Linked DNA regions of Astyanax mexicanus: region 1 is linked to region 2. The links are chromatin contacts, called in public Hi-C maps. All regions are on one chromosome and are shown on one strand. The core of a region is the stretch at or near the end of the contact, and the rest is flanking DNA. Distances in the headings are between cores, read along the strand shown. Region 1 holds the start of actn4 (actinin, alpha 4). Region 2 overlaps actn4 (actinin, alpha 4).

Region 1 (6,577 bases), core at 3,856-6,355, 38 kb before region 2:
CACACACACACAGTAATTAATTTTAAGTGTATTAGGAACAGTGCAGTGTGTGTTCAGAGATGTAAAGCTGTAATAGCAGTGTGTTTTCACCAGAGGGCGCCAGCACTCCTCTATCAGAGGCTCCGCCCACAGGGAGAGAATTAAACATATGCTAAACATATGCACATTAATACCTGTGTCTGATGTCCTGTGTCTGATGTCCTGTATCTGATGTCCTGTGTCTGATATCCTGTGTCTGATGTCCTGTATCTGATGTCCTGTATCTGATGTCCTGTGTCTGATGTCCTGTGTCTGATGTCCTGTATCTGATGTCCTGTATCTGATGTCCTGTGTCTGATGTCCTGTGTCTGATGTCCTGTATCTGATGTCCTGTGTCTGATATCCTGTGTCTGATGTCCTGTATCTGATGTCCTGATGTCCTGTGTCTGATGTCCTGTATCTAATGTCCTGTGTCTGATGTCCTGTATCTGATGTCCTGTCTCTAATGTCCTGTGTCTGATGTCCTGATGTCCTGCAGGTCTGCAAGTGGATGAGTTTGTCCTGCAGCTGATTGGTCTGCGCTACACTGAGCCGGATCTCACCCTCAGCTTCCCCGGCTTCCTGTACCTCCTGCTCAAACTGCACACCATGAACCGTAAGAACCACATATGTGTAGTGTGTTTGAGTGTGTAGTGTGTGTGTAGTGTTTGTATAGTGTGTGTGTAGTGTTTGTGTGTGTAGTGTGTGTGTGTGTAGTGTGTGTTTGAGTGTGTAGTGTGTGTAGTGTGTGTATAGTGTGTGTGTGTGTGTAGTGTGTGTATAGTGTGTGTGTGCGTGTAGTGTGTGTATAGTGTGTGTGTGTGTGTGTAGTGTGTGTATAGTGTGTGTGTATAGTGTGTGTGTGTATAGTGTGTGTGTGTATAGTGTGTGTGTGTGTAGTGTGTGTATAGTGTGTGTGTGTATAGTGTGTGTGTGTGTGTGTGTAGTGTGTGTAGGTTGGTGTCTTTAGTCCTATCTGTACAGGATTAGTTTCTCAGGGGGTTCTGGGTAATTTTCTCTTTTATGGGGGTTTTTATCCTCTGTGATTTTATTCTCGTCCAGAACGATCATGTAGGTGTTTTATTTCTCAGACGTCCTCTGAGTAAATTACAGGCTGAATTATCTACTGTTTTTCTCTGAACTCCGTGCTCCTCCGGTAATTTTAGTCCCGTCCGGACGCACATCTCTGAGTTTCGTCTCCTCGCCTTTAATAAAATAGATATTTGTCCACTGCCGTGGTTTCCACGGAGATCCACGTTAAAAAAACACAACAGCGAGTGGAAATGGAGGAGCTACTGAATGTGTTGAGGTCATGTGACCGAGAAAAAAGCCTAAAACTCACTGATCCTCCTGTTTATATAATTGTAGTGCGGATGCAGGAGTTTTATCAGTAAAGAGTAGATTTATAATAGGGATTTATAATAATCCCGTCCGGATAGGGATTATGTTCCGTCTGACAGTTTGTGTTTTTATCTGCAGGAAAGTTTCAGTCGTTTGATTCCGTCGGCATGGGAACGGTGTCACTCAATTACAGACAGGTAATCACAATGGCCACTTTATTGGAAACACCTACTGTACTCTGTGCTTCCACACACTGGTGGCCACTTTATTGTAAACACTGTGTGTGTGTGTGTGTGTGTGTGTTGCAGTGGCTCCACATGACGATGTATAACTGATATCAGACCTGCGCTCCGACTCCAGCGTCTCCATTTCACTTTCATGTGTTTCTATAATTAATAAATAATAATTAATATGAATTATGCATAATTAAGTAGCTGAAAATTACAATAACTATGTCTGAATGTTTTAGGATGATTGTTTAGATCAGTTATCTGTAATTAAACTGTTTTTTAAATAAATTTAATTTTAATAATTTTCCAACTGTGACAAAATTATAAGCCATAAATAAAATATTATATTAATTATGGAATATCACAATAAAATAATAAAAACTTAAACATGTCAGAACTGTTTTCTTTTATTATTATAACTACGATCATTTCACCACTGTATCTCCCCGGCCAGCAGAGGGCACTCATGAGCTGTGATTGGCTGGCCGGGTCTCGCCCCTGCGCTGTGATTGGCTAACAGTTCCCTCTCGCAAGTCTTTCATTCTCACGCTCCTGTCCAATCACAGCTCTGAAGGAGTGAGGCAGCCAGCCAATCAGAGGAGCGGGGGCGGGGCTTGTCGCCAGTGAGCGATACTGGGGGAGGTGATGAATAATTCATGAGTCTTTGTGCGGATAATTCATACTGGAGTAGAGTTTAGTGCCCCACATACCAACACAGCTCCACTGACCCACTACCGCACCTTATTAACACTCTAATAACCCCTTATTAACCCCTTATTAACCCTATATTAACACCAAGATCTTTCATTATATTACAAATTATTTTACATATTTTATGTTATAAATTAATATTAAACTGATAGATTTACATACAGTAGCAGCACAGAACTTTTTCTATTTCTTTATTTAATGTATTTTCTACATTATAGATTAATATTAAGGAGATGAAATCGATTGCAGGACTCATATATAATTCAGTATTAAAGAGTATTAAAGTGTTTTTCCTCCACATTAATCTCCTGATCTAAACCTGATGAACTGAGATTAAGGTGATTTGAGGTGATTTAATTGGGATGAGCTGGAGCTTCACAGCGTGAAGGAAAAGCAGCAGCTATTGTTCAGCACCTCCAGAAACTCCTTCCTTCAAGATGCTGAGAAAACTATTCCAGGAGACTCTAAATCATGAAGATACTGAGATTAAAATATCAAGAGTCTGCAGATCAAACTTTATTTTTACTCTGGAATCACTGAGAGTTTACTGTATAAAAGGGACTGAAAATATTTAATAAGAAATAATAAGGAACAAAATAGTAAAAAATATATAAATAAAAGAAAAACTCACTGTAAATCAACATTTAATATATTTGGATAAAATATATGTATATTTCAAAAGCTAAAAAATAAAAAAAATCTAAAAGACCATATAACAAATTGACATAAAAAAGTAAAGAATTAAATTATAGAATTAAACAGCCTTTCTGAAGGTGAGTAGAAACTAAAAGTTTAAAAGGATTCAGTAGTGATGAAGATGTAATGATGAGGATGATGATGATAATTGTGGTCTGATGGTGAAATCCTGTTGTGAGCTGAAGCGTTAAAATATTCACTGAATGAATGGAGAGGAATGTGGGCGGGGCCAGCGCTGAGCCATGACACGCTCATTAACATTCATTACATATTTTAGTTCTTCTTCACCTGTTTAATATTCATAATAATAAATATGAAATAAAATAAATAACATCAGGGTTAGAGTAAATATTTCTGGATAGTTGCTGCTTTAATATCATTCACAAATATATGTACACACACACACACACACACACACACACACATATATATATATATATATATATATATATATATATATATATATATATATATAGTTTTGTATATTATATATATACAGTATATCATAATACTCATTTATTTTTAGTATTTTCAACTACTACTTGCTTATTGACTCCTCCCCTTTCCCTGGAGGAGTTTTGGAGCATCTGTGTTTAATATTCATAAGCAGTGGGCGTGTCTTTAGTTTATCCCTCCTTCAAGATATTTCAGCAGACTACATTGAATCCCGGTCATGCAGCTTGCCATCAGCTGCTGGAGCCCTGAGAGAGCACAGTGGGTCTTGCTCTCTCTCTGGCCTGGGTACAGTACAGTAGATGGCGCTCTCTCTTTCCCCTCATCACTCCTAGGGTGATGTGGATCAGCACAAGGCTGCGTCTGTGAGCTGATGTATCAGAACCGAGTCGCTGCACTTTATTGACATAAAAAATAAAGAATTTCTATAATATAAAATAAAGAAAAAGATAATAATAGCAATAAAGTATTAAATATTATAAAAAAGTATGTATATAAATAAATAAAACAAATGAAAAATTTAAATACACACATAGGCACTTTCCTCTGAGCGTTAGGTCTGTGATGCTACTCAGCAATGCTACAGCATCAGCAGCAGTTCAAAAAGAGGCGGAGTCTGACTTCACATGTATCGGAGGAGGCGTGTGCTGGTCTTCTTAACCCTCCTGGTGTTGGAGCATCACTAGTGATAGGGGGAGTCCTAACGAGGGGGTTGGGTACTTGGCTGTGTAAACTGGGGAGAAAATGGGATAAAATTAGAAATAATAATAATAAAAGAAATGTAAACCCTCATCACAGTCCCTTTCCATCAGCCTGACCCGACTCGGAACTGAAACTGGTGAGATTAGAGCTGCTGAAATCTTTATTTTTATGAGAGAGTGATTTAGTGTAAGGAACTTTATGAAAATGTTTTATATAAAACAAAGAATTATTCATGTTCATCCAGCTCTCAGTTTTAATATTAATGCACTGTGAGCGGGTTTGTATAGTAGCACTTTCACCTTTTTGCTAGTGTTATATTTTATAGACAGATGGAATTTTATTGATCCTAAATGAAATAAGAATCAGTCAATCTTTATTTTTACTGGGGAATACATTGAGGGTGACCCCTTATTTATAATACAACCGAGCATTTAAAGTATAAAAGTATTTGAAAATATTTAATAAGAAATTAGAAATAATAATAATAATAATAATAATAATAATAGAAATACAAATTTTGTCAAATAAATAAAAAAAATCTAAAAAGACCATAAAAGAATTGACACATAAAAAATAAAGAATTTCTATAATATAAAATAAAGAAAAAGATAATAATAGCAATAAAGTATTAAATATTATAAAAAGTATGTATATAAATAAATAAAACAAATTAAAAATTTAAATACACACATAGGTGATGTTATAAGTTACTACAGAAAGTATGATAGTTACAGTCGCTTTAATCAACATTTAACAGCGTTTATTATTGTCGTAATTCTATAAAATATACATAATTTTTACTTACTAAACCACTCACTCAGTACTTCAGTACTTTAGTACAGTATTTTAATATTAATGAGCAGTGGGCGTGTCCGTCACACGTCCCTCCCCTTTCCTGGAGGTTCTCGGGCACTCCCGTGTTGAATATTAACGTAGAGTGGGCGTGTCCGGAATGTGCCCCTCCCCCACCTCCCCGGGTGGCGTATCAGTGCTCCGCTGGCTCCCCGAAGCTCCGACTGTCTCCGCCGCCGCCGACCGACCGAACCGCCGCCGCCGCACCGCGCTAGCGTTCATCTGTTCCCCGGCTGAGAGACTCGAGGCGCCCCGGTTCGCTCCAGTTTGCCCTGCTATGGTTGATTACCACGCCGCCAACAGCGCCTCATCCTCCGGCCAGACCAGCTACATGGAGCCGGAGAGCGACTGGGACCGAGACCTGCTGCTGGACCCGGCCTGGGAGAAGCAGCAGAGGAAGGTGAGCTGTGGGGCGGCCGCGCTGCTCAGGAAAGCCCGGGGCTTTGCTCGGGGCCTGGGCTTGATCTTGGGTGTTGGTTTAAAACCGAGTTAACATTGATTTCTTGCTGTTTTTTAGCGATTTAAACCGTTTTTTGGGTGGTTCGAAGGCGGTTTGGTGGATTAAAATGGCTGAGGGCTGCACTGCTTAATTTATTTGTATTAATATGTATTTAATGAATTTAATGTAGTATAGAGGGGAGTAGAGGAGGTGTTGTTGTGTTGGGTTTATAATAATAATAATATTTAGCAGTGTATTTAAGAGTTAAAGGTCGGTAGGGTGGATAGTTGAATTGTGTTAAACACATTGAGCCAGCCACATTGAGTGAGTGTGAACGGTAGGAATGGTTGGTTGGGTTGGGCTGTGTTGTGGGAGTGGGGCACATTTTTGGGATTTTTAGGTGGTTGCCCTGGTAGATTGTGTGGGTTCTTGTGGTGTTGTCGAAGAAAATGCTTTGTTTAATGTTTTCACAAATTTTGAAGTGTTTTGGATAATTTCTGACAGTTTCAGACAATGCTAAAGTTGGCTACGGCTTGGAATTGCCCGTTCCACCTTAAATGATCCAGCAGTTCCATTCTGTCGACTCGAGGCGCCAGAATGAAACTGCTGGACCATTTAAGGTGGATCGAGCAATTCCAAGACGAAGGCAACTTCAGCCTCATAGTTTAGTGGCAGTTTAGTGAAGAATTTTCCTTCTTATTATATTCTATAACCATCTCTAATCATTAATCAATCCAATGAACGTCTTTTCCCGTTTTCCCTCTTCATCTAATCAATCAACTTGATCAGTTTGATTGCTTTGATCTTCCATGCGAACGATAAAGTAGAAGAATTCTCTCTTAAGCAAGCAGAGCGGCATAAAGAACAAATCAATGATTTACAGCGCCGCCCTCTTTTGAAGGAATTCCCCACGTCTGATTGGTCCAGTGCCACGTCAGTCACTCCGAGGCGAGCGTTCTGATTGGCTGAGAGGGTGCAGGGTGAAATAAAAACCCAAGTGTTTACTTAGTTTTGAGTTTCTGAGTTTTAAGTTTCTGCTGAGCCGCAGGAACATCAGGGTTCTTGATTCCTGATTCCAGTGTTTTAAAAAGTTTCGTAATCGCTCAGTACCTGTGATTTACCTGTCGGACTGTGG
Region 2 (6,805 bases), core at 1,662-4,161:
GCGAGTGTGTGAGAGAGAGAGCATGCGTGTGCGAGAACACTTTTTGTGAGAGTGTGTACGCCTGTGCTAGATTTGCTTGCTCTGCAAAAGTGCGCCTGTGCGAAAATGTGTTTGTGTGCGAGAGTGCTCTCTGTGCGAGAGTGCGCATGTGTGCGAGAGTCTAAAGCTAGAGATATACTTGATATGTAGCCAAATCCTGTATATTTAAACAACCAGCTGTACCCCAGTGAACTCCTATAGAGGAGAATACCCATTAGAGAATGTATTCTGGGTTTATCAGACACTAGAGGGCGCTCCTGAGTCAGTGTAAAATGAATGAGTTTCTATTGCGCGAATGAGCAAAATTTTACATTTATACATGTTTGATATTTTTTATACTGAAATTTGTTCTCATTTCCTCAAACAGAACCCATTTTAAAGCTTTTTAACTTCCCATAAACCGGCTCTGGCCTTTCAGCAGATCTGCACTGCCCCCTAGTGTATCTGTGTGTACTGCACTTTAAATACATGTCTCATTAATTAAAATAAATGCACAGTTATTCAGTTAGTCAGTTATTATACACAAACACACCGGTAACAGCAGGTAAATCTACAGCCTTACGGCACCGTCTGAGAATCCTCCCGCTGTGTGAACACGTCTAAAGGGTAAATAATAAAACTGATATATTATTCTCATTTTAACATTCCTGTGTGTGTGTGTGTGTGTGTGTGTGTGTGTGTGTGTGTGTGTGTGTAGCTGCTAGAGTGGATCCGCAGGACGATCCCGTGGTTGGAGAACCGAGCACCGGAGAAGACGATGGCGGAGATGCAGCAGAAGCTGGAGGATTTCCGGGATTACCGTCGCGTCCACAAACCCCCCAAAGTCCAGGAGAAGTGCCAGCTGGAGATCAACTTCAACACCCTGCAGACCAAGCTCCGCCTCAGCAACCGCCCCGCCTTCATGCCCTCGGAGGGACGCATGGTGTCGGTGAGATATACATAAACAAATACACACACTCACACACACAGATCTTTAATAACACACACTATACCCGTGTGTTATGCAGTGGTAATTTTAATGCATGTTCCTTCTGGTTAGGACATAAATGGGGCGTGGCATAAGCTGGAGGGGGCGGAGAAGGGTTATGAGGAGTGGCTGCTGAACGAGATCCGCCGTCTGGAGAGACTCGACCACCTTGCCGAGAAGTTCCGCCAAAAAGCCACCATCCACGAGAGCTGGACTGACGGTAATTCAGAACCCTGTCCAGATCCGTCACACCCTTCAAACACATCACAAGTAGAGTTATAAGGTTCTGCTTTCAGCTGGAAGTTCTGCATGAGAGGCAGCAACACATGTAACTGCAGGATGTTCTGCACAGATCACTGAGATCACCGTTAGTAATGTTCCTCCTATCACTACTAGGAGTGACCGACTCTCACTGTATGAGATCATCAATCACACCTGCAGTTTACACTGTGAACTCTTCAGTCCAGGTCACAGGCAGGACTGTAGAGCTGAAAGCACAAGACCCTTATACTCAAACCTGACCATCAACAGTCAGCATTGGTGGTGTTTGTGCGCGATTGTTTGTGCGCGAGTGTTTGTGCGCGAGTGTTTGTGCGCGAGTGTTTGTGCGCGAGTGTTTGTGCGCGAGTGTTTGTGCGCGAGTCTGTTTGTGCGCGAGTCTGTTTGTGCGCGAGTCTGTTTGTGCGCGAGTGTGTTTGTGCGAGTGTGTTTGTGCGAGTGTGTTTGTGCGAGTGTGTTTGTGCGAGTGTGTTTGTGCGAGTGTGTTTGTGCGAGTGTGTTTGTGCGAGTGTGTTTGTTTGTGCGAGAGTGTTTGTGCAAGTGTTTGTATGTTATTTAATACTGACTCTGAGCTGAACTGTATACAGGTAAGGAGGCGATGCTGACGCAGAAGGACTACGAGACGGCGTCTCTGTCGGAGATCAAAGCTCTGCTGAAGAAACACGAAGCGTTCGAGAGCGACCTCGCCGCCCACCAGGACCGCGTGGAGCAGATCGCCGCAATCGCACAGGAGCTGAAGTGAGAGAGACTCCAAGATCATTATCAAAACCTCAGAGAGAAGAGTGATGTAGCTAGTGTATTAAACCTGTGTGTGTGTGTGTGTTATAGTGAACTGGACTACTATGACTCCCCGAGTGTAAACGCCCGCTGTCAGAAGATCTGTGAGCAGTGGGACGTCCTGGGATCTCTCACACAGAGCCGCAGGGAGTCCCTGGAGGTACACATTACTCATACTCGTATACTCACACTCGTACACTCACACTGCTTACATTAACACACATTGTGTTTGTGTGTGTGTGTGTGTGCAGAGGACGGAGAAACAGCTGGAGTCGATTGATGAGTTGTACCTCGAGTACGCCAAGAGGGCGGCGCCTTTCAACAACTGGATGGAAGGAGCGATGGAGGACCTGCAGGACATGTTCATCGTCCACAACATCGAGGAGATCCAGGTACTGTAGCCCCGCCTTCTAACTGCCTTTAGCTACTTCTACTTCTAATTACTGGCACTTCTTGCCTCTAAAGTAACTAATTCTAGCTGCCTTTGGCCCTGACCTGACTACCACTAATTTAACCTGTTGGTCCATGAGTGGTTTCTGACTGCATCTATCAGACCCTGACTGCGTTTATCTGGCACTGAATGCCGGTTACTGGTCTTGTCTCTCCCTTAATCTCTTTTTCTGCCTTTAAAGGATTCCTTCTGCCTCTATTTGTCCCTGTATCCCTCTTTCTGCTCCTGACTTCCTCAGTCTGCCTCTGGTTGATTCTGTCTCTGAGTGTTGTTGATGTTTCTCTCCCGGTTGCAGGGTTTGATCACAGCTCATGAACAGTTTAAAGCTACTCTTCCCGAGGCCAATAAGGAGCGCGAGGCCATTCAGGCCATCCAGGCCGAGGTCCAGAAGATTGCCCAGTACAACGGCATCAAACTGGCAGGAACCAACCCCTACACCACCATCACCCCCAGCAGCATCGACAGCAAATGGGACAAGGTATGATACCGAGGGGTGTGACACCCCCTGTGGCTGTTACTTTGATTCTTGTGATGGTTGTGATAGATGTGATTGAGTACTGTGTGTGTGATGGAGATGATGGAGAATGTCTCCCCCCTGTGGCGGCTGTGTGCAGGTGCAGAAGCTGGTTCCTCAGCGAGACCAGGCGCTGCAGGAGGAGCTCGCCCGCCAGCAGTCCAACGACCACCTCCGGCGCCAATTCGCCAACCAGGCCAACATTGTCGGACCCTGGATCCAGAACAAGATGGAGGTCAGTCAGGATCAGGGTCACCTGATCTCGAGCCGTCACAGTACCAAAGCTCTGATGAGCGCCTGTTCCATCAGGTTTATTCCTTTTCTCTACGGACTTTTACCCTGTTAAATTGTGTGTGTGTGTGTGTGTGTGTGTGTGTGTGCAGGAGATCGGCAGGATATCTATAGAGATGAATGGAACTCTGGAGGATCAGCTGACCCACCTGCGGCAGTACGAGCAGAGCATCATCGACTACAAACCCAACATCGACCAGCTGGAGGGAAATCACCAGCTCATCCAGGAGGCTCTCATATTCGACAACAAGTACACCGCCTACACCATGGAGGTACTGAAATACATAGCATTTTAGTAAATTTGGTTGTGAATTTATTAGTAAATTTATTGTTGAATTTGTTGGTAAATTAATGGTACAAATTGAAGAAAAGAGACACAGTCTGACAGAGCAATCCAATTATTAATATTAAGTATAAAGATACTTCGTAGTTGGTGACGACAGGATGTAGAACATTTCTTTAGTCTGTCATTAACCTGCAGTGTGAAACCAAATCTGACTGGATCACACAAAGCTAAGTACTGAGACTTTCAAGTGTAAAAACGCCATTTGTTAATAAAATTATTGGTAAATTTATAGAGAAAAATAATATGTATATTGTGTGTGTATGTTGTGTTGTGCAGCACCTGCGCGTGGGCTGGGAGCAGCTCCTCACCACCATCGCTCGAACCATCAACGAGATTGAGAACCAGATCCTCACCCGCGACGCCAAGGGCATCAGCCAGGAACAGCTCCACGAGTACCGAACGTCCTTCAACCACTTCGACAAGGTCAGGAACTCCCCCACCGTACAGCGCTTACACTAATACACTATTATCACTATTATCACTAATATCACTATTATCACTATACAGTGCACACAGTAATCATACACATACTACTGCAATCAGACGCTTACAGAAAACATATTCATCATTATTGTTATATATCACCTGTTATATAATAATACGCTTACAGTAACCCTGATAAACATTATTATCTAGAATATTTACTATTACTACTGAAAATACAGCTCTGAAAAAAATAAGAGATCACTTCAGTTTCTGAATCAGTTCCATAGATTTAGCTATTTATAGGTTTATGTTTGAGTAAAATGAACATTGTTGTTTTATTCTATAAACTACAGACAACATTTCTCCCAAATTCCAAATAAAAATATTCTCATTTAGAGCATTTATTTACAGAAAATGAGAAATGACTTTCAGACCTCAAATAATGCAAAGAAAACAAGTTCATATTCATAAAGTTTTAAGAGTTCAGAAATAATCAATATTTGGTGGAATAATCCTGGTTGTTTATAATCACAGTTTATTTCATGCATCTTAGCATCATGTTCTCCTCCACCAGTCTTACACACTGCTTTTGGATAACTTTATGCTGCTTTACTCCTGGTGTAAAAATTCAAGCAGTTCAGTTTGGTGGTTTGATGGTTTGTGATCATCCATCTTCCTCTTGATTATATTCCAGAGATTTGATAAAATCAAAGAAAATCATCATTTTTAGGTGCTCTCTTATTTTTTTCTCCAGAGCTGTATATATGTATGTGATTATTTATATGTAGAATATATGTAAATATATGTGTAGTTTGTATAATTTGTCTCTGTCGTGCTCCAGCTGTAAGATTGGGTGGATGAATTGAGTAAATGTTGAGTAAATGTTGAGTAAATGTTGACATGAGAAGATTTAGTTTAGTCTGATTTTCATCCTGAACCTCAATTAAACTGTTAAACCTGCTGAGGAGGAACATCACCAGACTCAGATAGAACTGAAGAACCCGGTTCTAGATAGTTCCTCAGTGAGGGGGTACAGTGCAGAACCGAGCCAGACTCCTCCCCCTTCTTCACCATCTTCACCACACCATCCCACACATCCTCCAATCACATCCTCCCATTAAACACCTCACACTGCTGAGGAAGCTCTGCCCACCAGGGTATAAGAGGACACGCCCACCAGTGTATAGAGAAAGTTATAAATAAATAAACCTTGCTAAAAATACGCTATTTAAAAATTTTCCCCAAGAGGGCGTGGCTTTACTCTAATGATGCAACATATTTAGTCTATAAATCTATAAATATTCTATTTTAATAATCGATACAGATAATAAATAAAGTGGTATTTTTTTAAAAAGGTAAGAAACTAGAAAAAAAAGTTGTTAGAAAAGCCTTGAACTGTTCTTTTAATTTCCTTTAATTAATATCTCAATTAAGCAGTTATTGAACTAATTTAAATACATTATTTAAGCTGGCCCCGCCCCTTTAGCGGTTAATTGCATTCAGACGAGTAAAATCAGACTTGAGTTAGTGTGGTAACATGATCACTCAGATTCATTCACATTCGTTTCCATTATTTTGTCCCATCATGTTTGTCTTTCCTTTTTTTTTGACATCTGTCTTGTTTTGTCTCCGCCCCTTTTTTTCTTTGTTTGTTTGTTTGCTGGTTGGTTGGTTTCATCCACGTCCATGCATGCTGTGCTGTTGTGATGTGACGTCATGTGATTTCGTGGCCACACCCACCTCCATCCATAACCATCTTCCACCCATTCTGACTGCTCCGCCCCCCGCGGTGTTGGTGTGCTGTGATTGCCCGGCTGCAGGATCACGGCGGCGCGCTGCAGGCCGAGGAGTTTAAGGCGTGTTTGATCAGCTTGGGGTACGACGTGGAGAACAACAAACAGGTACGAGAGAGAGAGAGGGGGGGGGAGAGGGCGAGCGAGGGATGGGTGTTGCTGGGCTGCTGAATGCGTTTCTGCACTCGTTTATCCTCCACTCGTTTATCACTCCATCACCCGCCGCTAGCGCCCCCACAGCGCCCCCGCTGGCCGGCTCCGAGCGTGGCGTGGTCATGTGACGTCTCTCTTAACGCTGCTTCTCTTTTTCTGTTCCTTTTTTTTTGTCATCCATCAACTTTACTGTCCTCCTTCATCCCTCTATCCCTCTATCTCTCTATCCCTCTCTCTTTATATGCACACTCTCTCTCTATCTCTCTCTCTCTGTATCTCATCTTTATCGCTCCGTCTGTCTCGCCTGCCCCCCTGCTGTCTGGCTGCCTCCCTCCCTTCATCCCTTCATCCCCCTCTTCTTCCTCCTCATCCCTCCATCCTCCCGCGGGTCAGAAGCGAACGGGCGTCATGGACTCGGACGATTTCCGCGCACTGCTCATTTCCACTGGGACCAACCTGGTACTGCTCTAACTACACCTCCCTCTCTCTCTCTCTCTCTCTTTCTCTAACTACACCTCCCTCCCTCTCTCTCTCTCTCTCTCTTTCTCTAGCTACACCTCCCTCTCTCTCTCTCTCTCTCTCTCTTTCTCTAACTACACCTCCCTCCCTCTCTCTCTCTCTCTCTCTCTCTAACTACACCTCCCTCCCTCTCTCTCTCTCTCTCTCTCTCTCTCTCTCTCTCTCTTTCTCTAACTACACCTCCCTCTCTCTCTCTCTCTCTCTCTCTCTCTCTTTCTCTAACTACACCTCCCTCTCTCTCTCTCTCTCT

What was found. Hi-C and Micro-C count contacts between places; a contact is called where the count stands out from the background.
Region 1: a contact with region 2 is called in a Hi-C map of muscle, with 14 times the contacts expected there. The contact joins the promoter of actn4 here to the enhancer-like site in region 2. A contact is called at or near these places in 3 of 3 Hi-C or Micro-C datasets (blood and muscle).

What each region holds. Positions count from the first base shown.
Region 1 is chr4:58,724,067-58,730,643 of AstMex3_surface, reverse strand. It overlaps actn4 (actinin, alpha 4), which reads left to right and starts at 5,105. Exons shown (of 21, transcript XM_022668351.2): 1 at 5,105-5,403. The coding sequence starts at 5,281. It overlaps zgc:85932 (CysPc and EFh_PEF_CAPN13_14 domain-containing protein), which reads left to right. Exons shown (of 21, transcript XM_049476752.1): 19 at 518-634; 20 at 1,498-1,556; 21 at 1,668-1,976. The coding sequence ends at 1,694.
Region 2 is chr4:58,683,732-58,690,536 of AstMex3_surface, reverse strand. It overlaps actn4 (actinin, alpha 4), which reads left to right. Exons shown (of 21, transcript XM_022668351.2): 10 at 737-967; 11 at 1,079-1,226; 12 at 1,873-2,023; 13 at 2,114-2,222; 14 at 2,314-2,454; 15 at 2,809-2,991; 16 at 3,128-3,262; 17 at 3,411-3,590; 18 at 3,941-4,087; 19 at 6,430-6,495. Among protein-coding and RNA genes, the nearest start is that of f3b, 22 kb to the right of the region's middle. Within about 2 kb of position 2,911, the one cell type or tissue checked has an H3K27ac peak away from gene starts, as active enhancers do.